4 separate regions of the Mus musculus genome follow, and regions 1, 3 and 4 are each linked to region 2. Evidence: chromatin contacts called from public HiChIP or PLAC-seq data. All regions are on one chromosome and are shown on one strand. The core of a region is the stretch at or near the end of the contact, and the rest is flanking DNA. Distances in the headings are between cores, read along the strand shown.

Evidence for each region. HiChIP or PLAC-seq counts read pairs in DNA pulled down with a chosen protein or histone mark.
Region 1: a FOXA1 HiChIP or PLAC-seq map of pancreatic cancer cells shows a contact between it and region 2. The contact joins two enhancer-like sites. A contact is called at or near these places in 1 of 39 promoter capture datasets (liver), 1 of 115 datasets of contacts at active chromatin or transcription factors (pancreatic cancer cells) and 1 of 9 other capture datasets (liver).
Region 3: an HNF4G HiChIP or PLAC-seq map of pancreatic cancer cells shows a contact between it and region 2. The contact joins two enhancer-like sites. A contact is called at or near these places in 4 of 39 promoter capture datasets (the C10 cell line, the SN4741 cell line, liver and 1 more), 3 of 115 datasets of contacts at active chromatin or transcription factors (the 230-238 cell line, embryonic stem cells and pancreatic cancer cells) and 2 of 9 other capture datasets (adipose tissue and liver).
Region 4: an HNF4G HiChIP or PLAC-seq map of pancreatic cancer cells shows a contact between it and region 2. The contact joins two enhancer-like sites. A contact is called at or near these places in 1 of 39 promoter capture datasets (liver), 2 of 484 Hi-C or Micro-C datasets (bone marrow-derived macrophages and liver), 1 of 115 datasets of contacts at active chromatin or transcription factors (pancreatic cancer cells) and 1 of 9 other capture datasets (liver).

The regions. Positions count from the first base shown.
Region 1 is chr4:132,402,195-132,404,894 of GRCm38.p6, forward strand. The region is part of intron 2 of Phactr4 (phosphatase and actin regulator 4); the gene reads right to left. Among named protein-coding and RNA genes, the nearest start is that of Phactr4, 19 kb to the right of the region's middle. Within about 2 kb of position 1,312, at least 59 of the 459 cell types and tissues checked have an H3K27ac peak or open chromatin away from gene starts, as enhancers often do. A contact at or near this core is called in pancreatic cancer cells, where this site is marked.
Region 2 is chr4:132,651,700-132,654,570 of GRCm38.p6, forward strand. All of the region lies in intron 1 of Eya3 (EYA transcriptional coactivator and phosphatase 3), which reads left to right. Among named protein-coding and RNA genes, the nearest start is that of Eya3, 14 kb to the left of the region's middle. Within about 2 kb of position 1,347, at least 99 of the 459 cell types and tissues checked have an H3K27ac peak or open chromatin away from gene starts, as enhancers often do. A contact at or near this core is called in pancreatic cancer cells, where this site is marked.
Region 3 is chr4:132,426,756-132,429,455 of GRCm38.p6, forward strand. No RefSeq gene overlaps it. Among named protein-coding and RNA genes, the nearest start is that of Phactr4, 5.7 kb to the left of the region's middle. Within about 2 kb of position 1,441, at least 35 of the 459 cell types and tissues checked have an H3K27ac peak or open chromatin away from gene starts, as enhancers often do. A contact at or near this core is called in pancreatic cancer cells, where this site is marked.
Region 4 is chr4:132,444,861-132,447,560 of GRCm38.p6, forward strand. No RefSeq gene overlaps it. Among named protein-coding and RNA genes, the nearest start is that of Med18, 18 kb to the right of the region's middle. Within about 2 kb of position 1,436, at least 27 of the 459 cell types and tissues checked have an H3K27ac peak or open chromatin away from gene starts, as enhancers often do. A contact at or near this core is called in pancreatic cancer cells, where this site is marked.

The sequences.
Region 1 (2,700 bases), core at 62-2,561, 250 kb before region 2:
AAGAGATACATACAGTGAGGACTCATGTACCCCCGTGTGAGCCTACATCTGTACCCAATGTATACTTGCACTTGGGTGCTCACACACACACAAGAACACATGCATTTATATATACACCACATACACAGACCAAAAAATCATGTGAGCTACTACACAAGTGACTAAAATTATTGTTAAAGTCCCTTCCTGTTAAGCCAATAATTTAATCAATTCAATATTCTGCTAAGGGAACAAAAAGGCTCCAGGAAGGCTGGTCAGGTGTGCCACTGTGCACTTTTTATAATGAATCAAAAGGAATGCTTGCCAAATAAGGAAAAAAAATCAAGTGCATTTTGATATTAATGAACCTCACTGGCCACCAATTATTTTATACTCTATTGTTTTTTTCATGTGCAGAATGTAGTTGGTTTTTGTAATTATAATAAAAGAGATTGGGTGGGTAGGTGGGTGCACACCCTCATAGAAGCAGAAGGAGGGGGGATGGGATGGGGGCTTCTGGAGGGGGGAATTGGGAAAGGGAATAACATTTGAAATGCAAATAAATAAAATATCGAATTAAAAAAAGAGAAATTGCTAGGCAGTGGTAGTGCATGCCTTTAGTCCCAGCACTTGGGAGGCAGAGGCAGGTGGATTTCTGAGTTCGAGGCCAGCCTGGTCTACAAAGTGAGTTCCAGGACAGCCAAGGCTACACAGAGAAACCCTGTCTCGAAAAACCAAGAAGAAGAAGAAAGAAGAAGAAGGAGGAGGAGAAAGAGGAGAAGGAGGAGGGGAAGGAGGAGGAGGAGAAGAAGAAGTAGAAGAAGAAGGAGGAGGAGGAGGAGAAGAAGAAAAAATAATTAAGAAGCCTTAGTCTTTTAATGAGAAAAATCAAAGCCTTATAAAATCACATGGAAGAGCCAACTGAATTCTATTAAGGAACCCAGAGATGTCAATGATGTATAGAAACCAGGCAGACAGAACGGAGGACCCACAGCTGGATTTTGCAATGGGCTGAATGTTTCTTAACAGTAGCAGTCAGTGCTGGTGACTCAAAGGGATGACGAATTATGGCTGCTCCATCTTCCTTCTCTCTCTTTCATAACGCTTTACAATTCAGTTGGCTCACAAACTGTCTCCAAGTAAAGGAGACAGGAAATCTGTGCAGAACTGGCCCTCAGTCACGTATCTGTGGATACAGTAACTGAGAATAGCCATGGCACCTGAAAAAGTTACTCAGGAACTTCTAGCAAGGATTCAGGTTAAGGGGCATTCCTTTCCGGCTCATATGCAGAAGAATCCAGCCTTTATCCTCCTCTAAATAAAAAGTCTGAGTAATGAACACCTGGCACCACAGTGAGTCAACAGTAATTCCTGCAAAATAATTGAGGATGACTATGTAAATGTTGTTTCTATCAAACTCACTCCAGCTGGTAATTCAAGTGCACTGTGCTGATTTCATGTATAAAACAGCCCTCCCTTCAAAACCTTCAATTTTTAGAACCACAGAAAGTATAGGGGGTATATAATTAAAACTTTCCAGGCTGGAGAGATGGCTCATCGGTTAAGAGCACTGATTGCTCTTCCAGCGGTCCTGAGTTCAATTCCCAGCAACCACATGGTGGCTCACAACCATCTGTAATGGGATCCAATGCCCTCTTCTGATGTATCTGATGACAGCTACAGTGTCCTCATATAAAATAAATAAACCTTTAAAAATGTTTTTTTCCATAGAGCTTTTAAAATCAAAGAGGAAATTACATTTTACACTACACACACCTTTGCTTCTAAGTTTCATTTTAAAACCAGAACCAAATGCATGCGTGCCTTAGGAAAAGAGCCTAGTAAATCAGAGGAACGTTCAGGCAGCACGCACCTATGCTTATCTGTCTATGCTAAAGCATCCAGTACAATTCTATTTTGACTTTTCTGAAAAGCTTTATGAGTGCTGTGGGTAAATATGAATCCTGAAAAACAGAACCTTCCACGAAACAAGCTTGGTGATTGTCACTTCAACCTGAGAGCTATTTCTTTTCATGAAGAATCCTTAAATGAAGCATGGTCCCACTGGGGTGGTGATGTAGGACTGTCAGTCCCAGCAGTGCAGAGGCTGAGGCCAGGGGATTGCCCTGAGTCTGAGGCTAGTGTAAGCGACAAAGTGAGACTCTATCTCAAAAACTATATCAAACAGATAGCCAGTGGGTTCATATCTTTAATTCCAGTACTCAGGAGGCAGAGGCAGGCAGATCACTGTGATTTCAAGGCCTATACAGTTCCAAGATAGCCAGGGCTACACAGAGAAATCCTGTCTCAAAAAGTCAAAATAAAATAAAATAAAATAAATAAATATATAGAAAATAAACAGGATCCAGTAACCATTAAACACTAGACTCATATTCCCTGTTCCCCGGCTTAGACGCCAAGAACCTAAAGGTACCTAAAATCTAAGGAAGAGCCATGTGGTATTTAATCAGCACTGTGAACTTGACTGGACAGAGTCACCATGGAAACCCACCTCAGGCTTTACTTAGAAGGTATTTCCAGAAGGTTTAACTAAGGCTGGCAAATGGTTTACTACATAAGCCTAGAGACCTGATTTTCACCTCTAGAAGCTACATCAAGGTGTAGAAAAAGAACCAACTCCACAAAGTTGTCCCATGACTGCCACGTGGGTGCTGTGGCATACACATTCGCACAGTACACTAAATAAACAAATAAAGAAAT
Region 2 (2,871 bases), core at 97-2,596:
CACTAGTTTGTCTCTGTAGCTCTGACTGGTGTGGAACTCACTATATAGACCAGGCTAGCCTCATAGCTAGCTGCATCCCCATTGCTGGGATTAAAGCTGTGTTTCACAGCACCCAGCTGTTTATTTCATATTGTAAATACTTTTTAGGTTTGATCATAAGTTTGTCTTTCTAGTCTGCTCTGTGTGTGTGTGTGTGTGTGTGTGTGTGTGTGTGTGTGTATGTGTGTGTGTGTGTGTGTGAGAGAGAGAGAGAGAGAGAGAGAGAGAGAGAGAGAGAGAGAGAGAATGGACATACCAAGTATTTTAATCATGTGCAGCCATTATCACTATCCTCTTGGTCTTTATAGCGGATTTCTACTTTAACCTACAGTAACATCATTCAGTTGGTCTTTGGCAGGTTGTTTAAATCTGGTGACTCCAAGATGCTGCCTGTGTCTTAGGATAGAGCGAGAGCTGAGTGAGGCGGTGAAAGGAATGCACTCGCTCTCTCACCCTGCCCTTGTCCTCTCTATCTCTAGCTGGTGCTGAGATGTTCAGTTTTTACAGCCTCCATTCTTCCTCACAATCGTTATTATTGCCATTTTTTTGTCTAATTTTCAGGAAGAAATATATAAGTATTGGAACAAGCCTTTATTTACTTATTTGAAAGCTAATGTATAAAATCCAGATTCCTCCTTTGCATCACCCACTGTTAGTCACTGGTAAGAGCACGTTAGGATGGCCAGATATTCACAGAGAAACCTGTCCTGGAAAAAAAAGGAACTGTGTTAATCTTTGAATACTTCTGTGCCCACCTAACTGCCTGTAAATTCCTTTGCTGTATATAATATACTCAGGTATCTTGCATTATTTATACACGTCTCTTGAAGTTGTAATCAAGAGTGATGCATACATACTTTTACATAGGCACAGTATATATAAATATATACTTAATTCCCCTTTCTGCAGTAGCATAGCACATTGAAATAGACTAAGTTCTTAGGACCATAGGGATCACAAGATAAATAATGCTTTGATTCAGCTACAAAAGAAAGATTATGAAGTAGGAATCTAGAAATTTGAAGTATAAAGTATTTATTACTAATTATCTACTTTCTAACTTCTTAGCCATGAAAATAAAAGTAGTTGTGCTATTATACAAAGATTTGGCTTTGTTTATGACCATATGAAACTACAATAGTATTCTAAAGTTGGGTGTTCCAGGACTCATGGCTCAGCTGGTAACAGCACTGTTGCCAAGCCTGGTGGCCTGAATGGAATCCCCAGAACCCACATGGTGGAAGGAGAGGGCTGACTGCTGCGGCTGTCCTCTGAGCTCCACATGTGCACCGCACAAACCCAGTGTCCCTGCAGAATAAACAGAGGAAATGATGTTGGCACGGGAGAGGTGACTCAGCAGAGAGCTGTCACTTGAGAGCAGGATTTCTTGGCAAGCCTGGGCAACATTGTGAGGGCTCTCCGCCCCCCCCCCCCAACCTCCTGAAAAAGTTGACAAAAGAACAGAACTGTCAGAAGAACAGAACTGTCAGCTTCTTTGAATCAAACCAGTTTTTAGCTTTTTCATTGACAGTGTAGAGAAATGTGAACTCTTAGGAAATACTATTTTTCTTCTTGATATATTTTTTTGAGATTGCAGTTTAATTTCACATTTCTCCCAAACCTTCCTGTATTTCCCTCTCTCCTCTTCTTCAAAGTTATAGCTTCTTTTTTCATTAATTGCTATTACATGCATGTATATTTGTATGTACATATATATCCTAAATATAACCCATTAAACCCATATGTTACTTATGTTCATATTTCCATGAAGGCATATGAATACTAACGAGTTCTCATCTTCAGACAAGATGATAAAGCAAGTGTATTTAGAAACTAGGAGTGAGAACGGAAACTTGGAAGTTATTGAGACTTTATTGCTCAAGTGCTTGAAAGGTATTTAAACTAAAAGACTAACCCAGCATGTTTGTAACTTCATCAGCTAGTAACTGCATTCTTACTATGCTCATTTTCATAGCACTGAAATCTTTTCACTTCTGTATCATAGCTGTTATTATTTGGTGTTTTTAAATCTGCATCTTACCACAGAATATTGTCAGGTTTCACTAATGGTAAAAATATGTACAAACTACAACTAATCCATGGGAATAAGAATTCTAAGATGTTTGCAACAATTCTGTACTCTCGTTACTCAGAGTGGAAACAAGAATTGTGTTTATGTTATACAGCTTCCTCGGTTGCTAGTGAGTGTGACTTTCTATTATGTAGCCTGTGTCAATTAAAAAAAAAGTTGGGGTGACGTAATGTTAGAAGCTTTATGGCTGAGCTGTTATATGCTCAGTGGTAGACTGTAGAGTACTTAGTCTGTGTGAGGCCCTTGCTTTGCTCTCTAGAATCACAAGAAAGAAAAGGAAAAAAAGAAAAGAATACAAGTTGTAGCACATTAAAAAAAATGCTGAAAATGTAAAAAATACTTGAATCTTTCTATTAGCAGACTTATATTTCAACTTAAAAATTATTAGAAGGAAGAATTCTCTATTGATAGCAATAGTACTTAGGTATAATATAATTGATGGCTATTCACATATCTATTCACAGATGTGTTAGAGTATGAATTGGCAAGTGTCCCCAATACACTCGCCAGGATTGAGGAGGTTCTGAAATGAACAGCGTTGTTTCTTTGTAAGCTACTCTGATTTGATTTGGTTTTGGTGGTATTGTTTTTGTTTCCTTTGATTTTTGTTTGAGACAGTATTTCCCTGTATAGCTGAGGCTGTCCTCAGAGTTGCTGTAATTCCCCTGCCTCAGCCTCTTGAATGCTGGAATTACAGATGTGTGCCACCACACCCAGCTTTTGTTTTAAAATGATGGAAA
Region 3 (2,700 bases), core at 191-2,690, 220 kb before region 2:
TTGAAGGCTACCAGACTGTCTTTATGTGGTGCTGAGAATTAAACCCAGGGCTTTGTACATTCGAGGCAAAACCCTCTGCCAACTGAGCTGCAGCCTCAGCCCAAGAAATGGCGTTTTGTTATCTCTGCTTTAGAGAGTACTGGGTTCTGAAAACAAAGCTTTTCTTGTCTCTCAATTAGTGGTGATCTAGAAGCAGACAAATCCCAGCGCTTGTTAAACTTTACTCTATAGATTCAGTTTTGTTAAAACAAACAAAAGAAGCCAAGCAGTGGTGGCGCATGCCTTTAATCCCAGCACTCGGGAGGCAGAGGCAGGCAGATTTCTGAGTTCGAGGCCAGCCTGGTCTACAGAGTGAGTTCCAGGACAGCCAGGGCTATACAGAGAAACCCTGTCTCAAAAAAATAAAAAGAAAGAAAGGAAGAAAGAAAGAAAGAAAGAAAGAAAGGAAGGAAGGAAGGAAGGAAGGAAGGAAGGAAGGGAGAAAGAGAGAGGGAAGGAGGGAGGGAGGGAGGGAGGGAGGGAGGGAGGAAGGAAGGAAGGAAGGAAGGAAGGAAGGAAGGAAGGAAGGAAGGAAGGAAGAAAAGAGCTGGGCAGTGGTGGCACATGCCTTTGATCCCAGTACTCAAGAGGCAGAGGCAGACAGATCTCTATAAATTTGAGGCCACTCTGTTCTACAGATAGAGTTTCAGGACAGTCAGGGCTACACTGAGAAACCTTGTCTCAAATATTTTTTCCATGTTGTTTTTGAAAAATAGAATTTATGAAGTGAAAAGTTGGCTATTATTTGTGTGTGTGTGTGTGTGTGTGTGTGTGTGTGTGTGTATTTTAAGACAGAAGCTCAGGTAGGCCAGGCTGGCCCCAATACTTGGTCAAGAATTACCTTGAACTCCACCTGTCTCAGCCTCCTGAGTGCTGGGATGACAGCTGTCATATGACAGATAACATTAACAGAGACTGTTAATGTTGCTGCCACCTGCAAGCCACAGTACTCCCTAGCAGGTTCACATATCCTGCCCTCGACCCCCTACGAGGTGGGGAAGATTTTTTAGGTCTCCGTGTCTCCGTGGACCTTTGGATTAATTGGAGAAAGTTCTTTTTGTTGTTGTTGCTGTTTTGGGTAGTTTTTTTGGGGTGGTGGTGGATTGTTTTGTCTTTAGCAATTTTCCCTTCCCCCATCACCCTGCAATCTGCCCACAAAACAATTGTAATTAGGGGTTCCTAACAGTGGGGTCTGTGACACCAGATTGGGTTTGCAACTTGTTCTCCACCCCCATGAGTAACACTCAGTTTCCTCATCCCTAAAATACATATGATAACAAACAGTAGTTCCTTCCCAGACTTGCGGTCAAGGGTGGGATCAGGGCCAAGGGAGCACAGTGCCTGACACACAGCGATCCTGCAACAAACGATAAGAGTTGTCAGGCAGAGCATTGGCTAAACAGACAGGTGGTGCCTTAGCACAGCAGATCAGCCGGCAGACCTTTAGCATCTGTTTGTACCGCTTATACCTTGTGGCCTCGGGCAAGTGTCTCAACCTCGCTGAACCTTGCATGACCTTACAGGTGGCTTAAGAGATTAATGAGGTCATCTATGTGAAGTACTGAGACAGATCCTGGCATGGAGTCGACAGATAATAAATGAGGTGACGATAGAGTGATGATTAACACAGAAATAGTTACCAAGCATAGCTACAGGTTGAACAGCACAGACTGCAAACAGGCAGGCTCTGGGGAATCATAGCCTCTGGGCATTCTTCAAATTGTTGGCCAGCTTTAAAAATAGAAATTCACACATACACTTGGTGCACAGATATATAGACAGGCAAAACACCTGTACACATAAAAGAATAATATTTTTTAAATAAAAATTCATCTGGGTGCAGATGTGTTCACTTTTTTTTTTTAAAGATTTATTTATTATTATATGTAAGTACACTATAGCTGTCTTCAGACACACCAGAAGAGGGAGTCAGATCTTGTTACGGATGGTTATGAGCCACCATGTGGTTGCTGGGATTTGAACTCTGGACCTTCGGAAGAGCAATCGGGTGCTCTTACCCACTGAGCCATCTCACCAGCCCCCAGATGTGTTCACTTGTAATCCCCAACCTATGTGGAAGGTTGACACAGAAAGGTTGTTAGTTTGAAACCAGTCTGGGCTACATGGGTAGCATGCCCCTCTCAGAAACAAAGCAAACCAGAAGGCAATCTGTATGGAGTAGATTACCTGTAATCCCAGGACCCCAAAGGGAGGAGAAGGAGGGTAGAAAGGATACGGCCAAAGGGCTAGGATTTAGTTCAAGGGCAGCCTGCTGCTTGGCGGGCAGAACACCCTAGGCTCAAAGCCCAATACCACAAAGGGGTAGAGGGCTGGGCTTTAGCTCAGTTGGTAGAGTGCATAAAACCCAGCCTTCACATTCTAGCACTTGAGTAGTGGAGGCAGCGGATCAATTGAATGTCATCCTCTGCTACATGGCCAATCCTTAGTTAGCCTAGAGTTAGGAGGACCTGTGAAATCCATCAGCCGAAGCCACATAATGAGAACCTGTGTCTCAAAACAGAAACAAATAGCTGAAATTGTGTATTTTGCTCCAGCTTCTTTCAGTTTTAAAATGTAAAGATCTGACCATACAAAACACTCAACTATGAGGAAGATGATGGTGATGGCGTACAACAGAGAAAGCTAATTTATTATTGTAAG
Region 4 (2,700 bases), core at 186-2,685, 210 kb before region 2:
TTAATCCCAGGTGTGGGATTAAGAGTCTGCTTTGGCCTGGCGGTGGTGACTTGAGGCTTTAATCCCAGCACTTGGGAGGCAGGGGCAGGCCAGTTTCTGAGTTCGAGGCCAGCCTGGTCTACAGAGTGAGTTCCAGGACAGCCAGGGCTATACAGAGAAACCCTGTCTTGAAAAACAAAAACAAAAAATGCTAGAGCCTCACTAGGTGGGGTTGGTTGCAGTTTGTTAGTAGTTGTGCTCAAAGAAGAAACAGGAAGAAATGAGATTCAGATCTCTCCCTCTCTCTCTCCCTCTCCTTCTCTCTCTCTTCCCCCCTCCCCCCTCCCCTCTCCCTTCTCCTTCTCTCTCTCTCTCTCTCTCTCTCTCTCTCTCTCTCTCTCTCTCTCTCTCCTTCTTTGTCTGCTGACTAGTGTCAGGGGTGAAACCAAGGGGATAAGGGTAGAAAAAGAAAACCTCACCAAGTAGAAAGGCCAGCCACACCAGCTCCTGCTCTTTTGCTTCTGAGACACAATCTCTGCCCAAGGTGTCTTTGAACTTGCAATTCTCCTGCCTCGGCCTCCAGAGTTCAGGGATTATAAGCATGCAGGACCACATCTGGCTGAATTTATTTATTTAATCCTCCCACACACAGTTTTTGGGAAAGGGTCTCATGTATACCAGACAGGTCTCCAATTTGCTGTGTAGCCTAGAAGGGTGGGGTTTGTATATGCCCGGCCCAGGGAGTGGCACTGTTAGAAGATGTAGCCCTGTTCGAGTACATGTGCCACTATAGGTGTGGGCTTTAAGACCCTCATCCTAGCTGCCTGCAAGTCAGTATTCTGCTAGCAGCCTTCAGATGAAGATGTAGAGCACTCAGATCCTCCTGTACCATGCCTGCCTGGATGCTGCCATGTTCCCACCTTGGTGATACTGGACTGAACCTCTGAACCTGTAAGCCAGCCCCAATTAAATGTTGTCCTTTATAAGACTTGCCTTGGTCATGGTGTCTGTTCACAGCAGTAAAACCAGAGGGTAGCCTTGATCTTCAGGTCTCCTGCTTTTTCCTCTCAAGTGTTAAGAGTTACAGGTATGCACCCCCACACTCAGGTGGTGCTACCAATTATTTTTGTTCATGTGTGTGGGTGTTCACACATGTGCAGACATGTACTTGAAGGCCAGAGGTCCACTATGCCCTCCTCAATCCCTCTCCACCATATCGTGATTTTAATAAAGTAAGAGCTTTATGAGTATAAACTGACATCACAATAAATGGGTTTGATTTTCCACTTCGCTTCCAGTTGTCCAAGCCAGTGCCCAAGGGAGCTTCTTACTTGGGTGCTTATCGTCTACTGAGCTTGTTTGTCTGTTTGTTCCGTAGGTTACTCCCATTATTTCCTACTCACACTACCGAGGAAAAACACAGCAGCAATTAGTCAGCTTGACGAAAGGCCGACACGGTGACTCACATCCCGTCCGGAAAGTTCATCTCTGGTGCTCCGTCCACGGGCAGCATCACTGTTGAGAACCTGTCACTGTGGGCAGCATCCTGGGCTAAATCCTCTCTCGGGTGAGAAGAAAGCCAACCACCTCCCAAGCACAAGGACAGGCATCCCTTCTCCTTGGTACTCCAGCACTGGCCACACCACACAGACTCCACAGCCAGGGGGAAAGTGGAAAATTCCATATATCCTTGCTTTACTTTTTGGTTTTGTTTTTTTGTTTTCATTTTTGTTTGTTTGTTTCTTGAGACAGGGTTTCTCTGTGTGACCCTGGCTGTCCTGAAACTCCCTCTGTACCAGGCTGGCCTCAAACTCAGAGATCCACCTGTCTCTGCCTTCCAAGTGCTTGCTGGGATCAAAGGCGTGCACCACAACCACCTGGCTATCTTTTAAATTATATAAAAATTATACATCCATCGTGAAAATATAAACAAGGGAGCTGGGCATGGAGGAAGGGGTCAGTAATTCCAGCAGGAGGAGAATGAGTTTGAGGCCAGCCTAGGATATACAGCAAATGCTGTCTCAATTAAAAATGTAGGAAATTGGAGCTGAGCATGGTGGCACGGGCCTTTCATCCCAGCACTCCAGAGGCGGAGCAAGTGGATCTCTGTGATTTCCTGGATAGCCTGGTCTATAAAGTGAGTCCAGGACAGCCAGGGTTACATAGAGAAAACCTGTCTTGGGGAGACAGAATAGGCAGGAACAGGATGGACAAATGGACAGGGTAGACATACTACAAACAAACAAAACAAAAATAAAAACAACTAGGATCCAAGAGCTTGTGGTTTACACCTTTAATCCCAGCAATTGGCAGATGACAGAGACAGGCAAATTTTTGAGTTTGAGGCCAGCCTGGCCTGCAAAGTAAATTCTGGGACAGCAAGGGCTACACAGAGAAACTCTGTCTCAAACAAACAAACAAAACAAAACAAAAAAAAAACAAAACAAGAAGAGGAGGAAGAGGAAGAAGAAGAAGAAGAAGAAGAAGAAGAAGAAGAAGAAGAATTAGAAGAAGAAGAAGAAGAAGAAGAAGAGGAGGAGGAGGAGGAGGAGGAGGAGGGAGAGGAGGAGGAAGAGGAGGAGAAGGAGGAGAAAGGTAGGGAAGGAGGGAGGAAGAAAGGAAGAAAGAAAAAGAAAGAAAGAGAGAGAGAAAGAGAAAGAAAGAAAGAAAGAAAGAAAGAAAGAAAGAAAGAAAGAAAGAAAGAAAGGAAGGAAGGAAGGA